3 separate regions of the Mus musculus genome follow, and regions 2 and 3 are each linked to region 1. The links are chromatin contacts, called in public HiCAR-type and promoter capture Hi-C maps. All regions are on one chromosome and are shown on one strand. Each heading gives the region's core, a stretch centred on a gene start, on an enhancer-like site or on the middle of the called end of the contact. The rest is flanking DNA. Distances are from core to core; before and after follow the strand shown. Region 1 holds the start of Hdac8 (histone deacetylase 8). Region 2 holds the start of Igbp1 (immunoglobulin (CD79A) binding protein 1). Region 3 holds the start of Pbdc1 (polysaccharide biosynthesis domain containing 1).

The links. Promoter capture Hi-C pulls out the DNA fragments that hold promoters and counts their contacts. HiCAR-type assays count read pairs that join an accessible place to other places.
Region 2: a promoter capture Hi-C map of pre-B cells shows a contact between it and region 1, with 4 times the contacts expected there. The contact joins the promoter of Igbp1 here to the promoter of Hdac8 in region 1. A contact is called at or near these places in 3 of 39 promoter capture datasets (the C10 cell line, liver and pre-B cells).
Region 3: a HiCAR-type map of astrocytes shows a contact between it and region 1, with 3 times the contacts expected there. The contact joins the promoter of Pbdc1 here to the promoter of Hdac8 in region 1. A contact is called at or near these places in 1 of 39 promoter capture datasets (liver) and 1 of 115 datasets of contacts at active chromatin or transcription factors (astrocytes).

The regions. Positions count from the first base shown.
Region 1 is chrX:102,503,807-102,506,734 of GRCm38.p6, forward strand. Hdac8 (histone deacetylase 8) reads right to left here and starts at 1,352. Exons shown (of 11, transcript NM_027382.4): 1 at 1,148-1,352; 2 at 593-645. The coding sequence starts at 1,258. Gm32262 (a long non-coding RNA gene) reads left to right here. Exons shown (of 14, transcript XR_003953070.1): 14 at 773-1,520.
Region 2 is chrX:100,492,397-100,495,701 of GRCm38.p6, forward strand. It overlaps Igbp1 (immunoglobulin (CD79A) binding protein 1), which reads left to right and starts at 1,895. Exons shown (of 6, transcript NM_008784.3): 1 at 1,895-2,160; 2 at 2,509-2,802. The coding sequence starts at 1,970. It also overlaps a transcript of Awat2 not described here.
Region 3 is chrX:105,078,228-105,081,596 of GRCm38.p6, forward strand. It overlaps Pbdc1 (polysaccharide biosynthesis domain containing 1), which reads left to right and starts at 1,529. Exons shown (of 6, transcript NM_026312.5): 1 at 1,529-1,616; 2 at 1,727-1,792; 3 at 3,144-3,203. The coding sequence starts at 1,587.

The DNA of each region.
Region 1 (2,928 bases), core at 102-2,601:
ATGCAGCATTAGGTGATCTAGCCAGTCACGTAGTTGGTCAGTAATGAGAAAACCTGATTTGACATGTGCCAGGTCCATAATACTTTCATTTATGACATTAAATATAGAATTGGCAATCAACAGAAAGCTTGTTTTTGGCTTGTTTTTGAGAAGGATGTAGCTAGCTTTACTTGTGTGGTCAACAGAGACCAGGTTAAAGTTTGGTGGTGATGGGGGTGGGGTAGCAGATCTAAGTCTCAAATTGAACCCACATCCCCAAATCTAGCTTTAGAAAACAAACAAAATCCAGACCAAATATAAAACAAAACATTTTCCAGCTTAACACCTCCTCACATGTCTAGAAGCAAAGTCTCTTTTCTAAGGGATCTTAACCCCTTCGTGTGCCTTTCCCAACTGTTCTCAAGCTTTCCCGGCGGTACAAGCATCTAACAAAGACTATGAACACCCCACTCCCACACAAGCTTTTTTTTTTTTTTTTTTTTGAACGCAGCATTTCTCGCTGGTTAGTCCCACTGGGAGGAGACAAGGTGTTAAGGCTATGAACACGCCTGCCCTCAGAAATGATCATGTTCAGAAAGGTCAACGCACTTACCTCATTTGTTTATGCAGGGCATAGGCTTCGATCAGAGAGTGGACCATACTGGCCTGAAACAGCATCAAAGAAAGGCAGAGCAGTCTCCTTAAGGTTCAATGTACTGAAATGCCATTAACAACAACAGCCTGCGCGGAGAACTAACTACTTTCTCTCTTCTCCCTTCTGTCACTTTAACAGAATACACTTAAGACAAACACAGAGTCTCAAAATCGCCAAGATTCGAAGCTCCCCAGCTTTACTAACGCAAGTGATGGAATACTCTCTCCTAACAGTTTGTGGTCCAGGACCCCCTATTGGTAACTCCGCTCACCTCTGCGCCAATCCTTCCCCTCCCCCGCCCCCCGCCCCCACTCGAGCGTTGGATGCCCCACTGCGCTCTCTGAAGGTAATGAACCACTTCCTTCTGCTCGGCTTGGCGTGCCTGGCACTGCTAGTTACATTTTTGCTGAAGGTATCCTTCAGTCCAGTTTTCTCGTTTCCTAATGTACTCCCTTTCACACCCTCCCACCCCCATCCCCGCAAACCGTGGTCTTTGATCCAGACCTCTCTTACCCGTTTGGGGACCTTCACAAGGGAGTCGCAGATGCTGACATACTCGGGACTGTAAATATAAACCGGGGGTAGTGAATGCCCACTGTTGGCGGGTTCCTCTGGCATCTCCATCTCCCACTTCCAACCGTCCGCGAGCCAAAGTCTGGAGCCAACAGTTTTCAGACTCAGCCTGAGCTCCAGTTCCTGCTCCTCTGTTCAGCCCCAGCGGTGCTCCCTTGTCAACATTCCCTCCTATTTAGATCGCCGGAGACAGTTTCCCTGGTCCCTCGTCCAACTACAGGGATGGATGGGCCCTTCCAGACCAGATGCCTTCTACTGATGACCACAGTTCAAAAAAGGTGCCTGACAGATATAAAAACCAAATAACTGCCAATTGGGATCAATTTTTTCATGGCACAAGTAGCACGGTCAAAAGTAACCAGCCTTGTTGCCCTACGGGGCCATTTGAAATGAGGTCAGACCAGCTCCAAAGCATGCTGGGAGATGTAGTTTTAAAGGAGTATGGTAACAGAAAGAAACACAGCTAAACACTAAAAAAACGTGGTTTCAAGTTTTGGCGCTAAGAGTCTGAACTCTTTTAAGTTTTCAAACTGCAAATATCATTTAAATATTTAAATAGAGGTAAACTATACATTCAATAGCAGGCAAGACCACCACCCAGCTACATTAGCTAATGGTGCTAAGGCTGAGGATTGTTTGAAATGTTTACAGAGTAAATTTCGTGCTGCAACTTTAGTTCGCTACTTTTCATCACTGTCTGAAAGAGATTAACAGCCTCTCCAATAATCCACTCTGACAAACCCGATGTCACCTTCCTAAAACTGAGACAGGGACTGTGGAGCTTTCATGTGATGAAAAGCAAGGGTTCTCTCCCAAGTAGTGGGAAAACACACCTCCCCCATCCCCCAACACACAGCCACTTTTTCTTTCATTTGCTTCTGAAGCTAAACAACGGTTAGGGCAAATGTTTTAGGTTTGGTGTACAGGGTGTTAGTGTGTCCCCAGGCAGTGTTATTTCCACCAGAAGTTTGGGGGTTCTGGATGCCTACAAGATCTGAGCCTAGCTGGTCAATTCCCAGACTCCCAGCACTCAGACCATCCTCAACTGACACACTGAGGCCTCCGAGACAGGCCCAGATTTGTACTTTCTTTAAAAGACAAGCTTGCTTTAAACTTTTGTTTCGTGATAAGCACTTTGGATATTATCTTAATCCTTTCAACAGTTCTATGACGCAAGCTGTAACATGTCCACTTTGCAGATGTACTTTGGAGGGTAAAAACTATTCTCGGTCACACACTGAGGTAGGAAAACAATCCAAAATTAGCTCTACCTAACACCCAAAACCTAAATACTCCTTTTACTATGTGAATTTGATGCTTCCAGGTTGACTTTCTGCTATACCTGTGGTCAATATTCGATTTAGTATCCCAATACTTAATATTCTTGCAATCTTGAGGTATGTACGTGTGTGTGTGTGTGTGTGTGTGTGTGTGTGTGTGTGTGAGAGAGAGAGAGAGAGAGAGAGAGATATGCATTTGTTCTCCAATTAGAATGGAACAAGTTATGCTTCATTTGTATTTGTCTATAGAACTAGTTCAAAGCACTGTAATCATTCAGTTACCCAAGCACTTCTATGAACTGAGTGCACTATTAAGCACTTCTATGAACTAAGTGTACACTTTAGCTTTGGATTCAAAGATACACTGCACTCTCAGGGAATCTGCATTATAATAGATAAGATAAGGCTACTTCATTTGAAACCATATTAATAACAGAGCCA
Region 2 (3,305 bases), core at 645-3,144, 2.0 Mb before region 1:
GCTTCCTTCCCCTGGCTTGCTCAGCCTGCTCTCTTATAGAGCCAAGACTACCAGCCCAGAGATGGCACCACCCACAAGGGGCCTTTCCCCCTTGATCACTAATTGAGAAAATGCCTTACAGCTGGATCTCATGGAGGCATTTCCTCACCTGAAGCTCCTTTCTCCGTGATAACTCCAACTAGTGTCAAGTTGACACACAAAACCAGCCAGTACAAGCCAGATGGCAAGTACAGGCACTTGATGCACAAACCTGGTAACCTAAATTCGATTCCTAGAGTCCACATAAAGATGAAAAGAGAGAACTGACTCTATAGGGCTGTTCCCTAACCTCAACATGTGTGCCATGGCATGTGTGCCCAAATACGCATACAACCCAGGCACAATCCAATAACTAATAATACATTTTAAATACGTTTGCTTCAACTTTTCTTGCAGATTGGACCAGGAATGTAACTCAGTTGGTAGAGTTCTGTGTAGGTAGCACAAGGCTGGCTCTATGTTCAATCCCCAGCATAAACCACGTGTATGACTGTACTACTTTGCAGGTGTAACCATCACTCAGGAGGTAGAAACCATGGATCTCAAGTTCAATATCATCCTTACCTACATAGCAAGTTTGAGAACTTGTTTCAAAACAACAACAAAAAAATAATAACAAAAAAAATAGTTGGCATCTATTTTTAAAAACAAAGAAAATTTAAGAACGCATAACTGAATATACTAAAATACTATTATTGGGTGTGTGTGGTTCAACTGGTAGAGCGCTTGTGTAGAATGCACAAAGCCCTGAGTTCAATCCCTAGGAACCAAATGTGGTGACACGCTCTTGTAATCCCTGCACATGGGATTGGAAGGTAAAGGCCATCGCGCTTCAAAGCCAGACTGGATTACAAAAGACCCTGTCTCAAAAATATTATCATTCAACATATAGTCAAAGCGTTGAGATATTTTTACATGTTTTGATTATATAATCAAAATCTGACCTGTAATTTACTTTTACAACACATCTAAATTTAAGATAAGCACACCTGAGCACTAGGTAGCCAGCCATCTAGTATCTGCAAAGCTGAGCTGATTTCCAAAGAGATCGCTTTATTTTTCTATTTATATATCATGACTCTGGGTAACTTCAGTATGAAGGATAGCCAGAGGAGGTGCTAAGATGGCTCATAATCATTCTGGAAGGGAGATTTTATAAAACACTAGCTATTAATGCAGTGTGGTCCGTGCTGTATGCGTGCACAGAAGAAATCCGAACGGCGAGGTGAAAGGCACAGTATATGGGGAGAGAACCAAAGACTGCATAGAAGTGTGACCTGGAAAGAAAGTTCCAAGAAAGGAAGGCAGCCGGCTGTTGGTAGATAGGAGTTGCAAGTTTTCAAATGTTCCTGATCAAAGAGAAAGGTTTCACAGGGTGCTGGCTCAAAGGGTGTTCGAGTGTATAGGGGACAGAAGGTTGTGGCGCGGTGGGTGGGCATTGATCGAGAGCGCGACTTACAACTTCACGTCCTCTAGGGTAAGCAGACCCGGAAACCGAGAGAGTGGCCGCTGACTAGCAGGACTTTCCTTGGGGGAACGACTTGACTTCTCTGGCATAGCAGGCTCGTGGTTCTCCAAGCATGGAACACGTTCGCCTACTCACGCTGGCTGGAGTTTGGAAATCAGCCCCGCCACTCCTGTGCCTCAGAGTACTAGGAACTTGCAAGTCCACTTCTGGCCACGTGGAGCCCATCTTTAGTAAAACAGCACAGACGACTTTAAAACAAGCGGCTGGCTGAAAATGAGTCCCTGGAAACGGTTGCCAGGGCCAGAAAACTGCGATTCCCAGAAGTCATTTGGGAAGCTTTGGTAACAAGTCGCTGGCCAATGCACTACTGCTTCCTGTGTCGTGAGAGCTTTAGGGCTCGTCTTTATGGAGTTTACCTTTGACTTCGGTAGAAATTCTTCCGGGTTTCTTTCTTTCCACAAGATGGCAGCGTCTGAAGACGAGTTACTGCTGCCGCGGCTTCCGGAGCTCTTTGAAACAAGCAAAAAACTTCTGGAGGACGTGGAAGTAGCAACTGAACCCACCGGCTCCCGAACAATCCAGGATAAGGTGTCCAAAGGACTAGAACTCCTTGAGAAGGCTGCTGGAATGTTATCGCAGCTTGATTTGTTCAGGTACGGGGGAGAGGGCAGGAACCGCAGAGAAGGAATGGCTAGCAAGGGCAGAGCCATTGCACTTGGGTGGAAAGGACCTTTAAGGCTAAAACCGCGCGGTTCCTACTTGTTCACCCGTGTACATTCTTTCCATTCTCCACTTTTCTTCTGAGATGCTTAATATCCCAGAACAATGCTCCCTCGTGTACGGCTGACTGCCTGGTCCTTGGGTATGCAAGCTCAGCCACTTTCTTTTTAATCTGGCCAATGTCTTTGCACCACTCTCTCCCAGCCCTATTCTTCCCTAGAAGCAGGGGCCACGGCTTAATGCTCAACCAGGCTTCACGGCCTCCTCTTTGCTCTTTGCAGCCGAAATGAAGATCTGGAAGAGATTGCTTCCACCGACCTGAAGTACCTGATGGTGCCAGCGTTGCAAGGAGCCCTCACCATGAAACAAGTCAACCCCAGCAAGCGTCTAGATCATTTGCAGCGGGCTCGAGAACACTTCGTACATTTCTTAACTCAGTGTCATTGCTATCATGTGGCAGAGTTTCAGCTACCCCAAACCAAGACTAACTCAGCTGAAAATAATACTGCTAGCTCCTCCATGGCCTATCCAAATCTCGTTGCTATGGCATCTCAAAGACAGGCTAAAATAGAGAGGTGGGTCAATGGCTGTAATTTGAGGGCTGTAGTTGGGGGTGCATGTGTTTGTGTGGTGTGTGTGTGTGTGTGTGTGTGTGTGTACTACAGAATAGTGTATTTTATTTTCTTGGTTCTTAATGAACATAGACCCTGGTGAAAGCAAACTTTCCTGAATCTTAACAAGCCTTTGTGCCATTGTTGAGGGGGTTGTGCTAAAACTTCAGGACCACCCCCCCAGCCCCTCAACACACACCTTAGGGTCATCACTAGTAGCAGTGTTATTCTAACCATTAGGTTGATCAAAGTATACCACAACCTTTTCCATGTCACTGCATAATGCTGTTTGTATGGGGTAAATATTTCAAAAGTACACAATATCTTGAACTATTTACTGAGCAATTCTGTTCAGAATGCATACAGGCTGGGATGTCTAGCATCCTGAATTAATCATAGCCCTGGTACAGCATCATGTTAACCTTGATTTAACCTTAGAAAATTCCGTGAATGCCCAGTGTCTTAAG
Region 3 (3,369 bases), core at 279-2,778, 2.6 Mb after region 1:
TAATAAAAAACTACAGTAACGGCACCAAAACAGACTAGGAAATCAACAGAACAAAATAGAAGTCCAAACATGAATGCATGTAGTTTTACAGCATTCTGAATGCATTACCCTGAACTAGAATCAACTTGAAATGGATCAAATAGATCAATGTGAAACCTGTAAAGCTGGAACTGCTATAAGAATAGATGGGTGAAGCCCTACAACATATAGGTGTAGCAAGAGACTTTTGAGCGGGACTCCATTCAATTATGAATTAAGGCAAACAATTAACAAAGAAGACCTCATAAAACTAAAATACTTGTGTACAGAAAATGGAACAATAAGCTAATAGAGAGGAAGCCCATAGTGGGAGAGAATATTTGGCAGCTACTCATCTGATAAACTATCCAGAATATAGGAAGGAAAAAAAAAAAAAAAAAAAAAGGATTCCAGAAAGCCAAGGATCCAGTTTAAAATGGCTGGAGGGAGGGGGCAGCTCCAGATCTGAATAGAGAATTCTCAGAAAAACAAAACAAAACAAACAAAAAAACAAACAAACAAAAAACCCCAAAAAACAAAAACAAAAAAACGCAAAAAACAAAAACAAACCAAAAAAGAGATGAAAAATTGGCTAAGGATTATCGTTAAAACTTTAGCATCTATAGCAATTAGGGAAATGCCAATTAAAACAACTCTGAGGTTCATGTTACCCCAATTTAGAAAGATTAAGGTCAAGAAAACAACTGATAAGAAATTTTGGTGAGGATGTGGGAATGGGAATTCTTGTTCACTTTTGGTGAGATTCCAAACTCGAACAGCTTCTGTGGAAATGAGAGTGGAGAAGTCTCAAACAAACAAATGCCAATCCAAAACAAAAACAAAAACCCCTTGACTTGTGGTTTTTTTTTTTTTTTTTTTTTAATTCTCATCTCATTAAAATTCACCGTACAAAGCTCTTGACTGCAATCTGTTCCAGCTAGATTGTTCTTTGCAAGATATTCTAATGCCTTTTCACTAATACCTCTGCCCATGCACGTTCCCTCTGTCTTGAGTCTTTCTGACCTGCTTGGTTAAGCACCCATCATGACTCAGCTCAGGTATGCTCCCACAGTGTATAATGAAGCACACCTCGTTGTTACCTCACTCTGCTAGTTCTTCCAAAACAGGTAGCAAATTCTTCTTCTTCATCCCAGAATTCCACCGTCCTGCTTCTAGAACCTTGCTTGTAAGTGGTTAAGGCGGGCGTATGTGTGTGTGTGTGTGTTTGCGCGCGCGTGAACTGGAAACACGGCACACAAGGGATTTAATAACAGCATCGTTTAAAAATGTTTTTTTTTTCATATAACTTATTTTCCCCATTGATTTATTGAATATTCTATCACCTAGGCTAGAGGAACAGTGTTGCTAGGTAACAACACGCGTTCGCTGGCGCCTGCGTGGCCCGGATAAGGCGGAGCCACCGCTTCCTCTGCAGAGGGAGGGCGCACGCAGGCGCAGACGGAGAAACTGGTCTCTGTTTCCGCCCTATTGCTTTCAGTTAACTGTGAAAGCAGCGCGCGCAACAGGTCACTTCCGGGACGAGAAAGCCGCACTTACCTAGCGGCGACATGGATGCTGCCGGCGAAAGCGAAGAGCCGGTGAGATACTACTCTGGAGTTGGTTAAATACCTAAGTGGAGATGGGGTGGTGAGCGGCCCAAGGAGTCAAAGAATCGCTCATTCAGCTCCGCTTTTTTTTTTCTCCTCAGGTCTCTGGGGAAGCGTTGTCCATCGCCCATGCGCTCTCTCACCCTCCGGAGTCATATGGCAACGACGTGAGTATGACTCACCTCAACTTCCCGCCCACCCAGCTTTAAATTATAAGCTCCTTTACTGTTTGATATCTTCAGACTTTCCCACCTCAGCCGAAAATAGTACCTTCAAGTCAGTGTAATTGTAGTACTTTAGACCACGTGAAAGTGAGTCGCTAACTTTCTATGATTTAGAAACCACCTGGGAAGCCACAGCACCAGAGGCACAACCAGATTACAGCCCACAGCAGATCAAGTCATAATGTCTGGGGGAAGAAGAGCTAAAACATAGTAGTTTTTAGAGAACCTTTAAAATGAATGATTGCACTGCGCGGTAAAGTGGCACCGGTTTGTGGTGTGTGTCATTTGGACCTCTGTACAAATGTCGGGAGATAAGGGAAGAAAAAGACGACAGAGATAGCAGTCAGGATGTAATGTGTACTAGATGAGTGGTTCAAGCAATAGGATGGAAAGGGCTTAGCAGGAGAGATTTTTAAGGATGGAGGCAGTAGATTACATCTGGGAAATGTCACTGGAACTGGATCCTCAAAGTATAAGTGGACAGAAAATATAGATTCAAAGGTAGGAAAATGTCTTGGTCTAAGGTGGGAGGTGCATGTGTAGATGGATTTTTCTGGCATCATGAAGGGGACAGCAGGCAGGATGAAAAAGGAAAGTCCAGTGGGTACTTGTTCAGATATGCTTATATATAATTTAGCTACATCATTTGTTCTGGAGTTTTACAGAATGGAAAATTGGCTATCTGATAAAGACAAATGATGACTATAGCATTGCTACACTCAGGAAAGTGAAAAATAGTTTCACATGTATTTTTGTCCTCCCAACAACTCTGATGTATGTAAGTGGGTATATTAATGTAAGTTACGTTTAATTTTTTATATAATACAATATATATTACATATGTAATGATAAATTGTATTTTTATTTCATTTAGTATAATAGTTATCACTTGATGCTGGAGAAAAAGATGTCCAGTAGTTCATTGGGTTTTTTTTTGTTTGTTTTTGGTTTATTCAAGACAGGGTTTCTCCGTGTAGCCCTGGCTCTCCTGGAACTCACTCTGTAGATCAGGCTGGCCTCGAACTCAGAAATCTGCCTGCCTCTGCCTCCCAAGTGCTGGGATTAAAGGTGTGCGCCACCACTGCCCAGCAGTTCATTGTTTTTGTTATTCTGTATTGACAGTTTCTTTTGGTCACCGTTGGGACGAAAGATTTATATCGCCAAATCCACTTATTCAGTTTTTATCCCTGACAGCAACATTTTCTGTAGACTTCTTGAGATTTAGCAAGATGTCTTAATTTCTTATCCTTTGCAGGACTGAGATTTCTGAACTGATGTTCTTTCTCTTTTACAGCCTGATATTGAAATGGCTTGGGCCATTCGAGCAATGCAGCATGCTGAAGTCTATTATAAAGTGAGTTGTCATCATTAAGCTGAAATCAGTATGTAATTTTAGTGTATGATGCTATGCTAATCACGGTTCTCAGCAACGTAAATTGTTAAGTTTTCCGTGTTGTTTTAACTACCGAACCCAGGGAACAAGGGTAGAAATGAATTTGATGATGAGAAGTTCTGCTTGT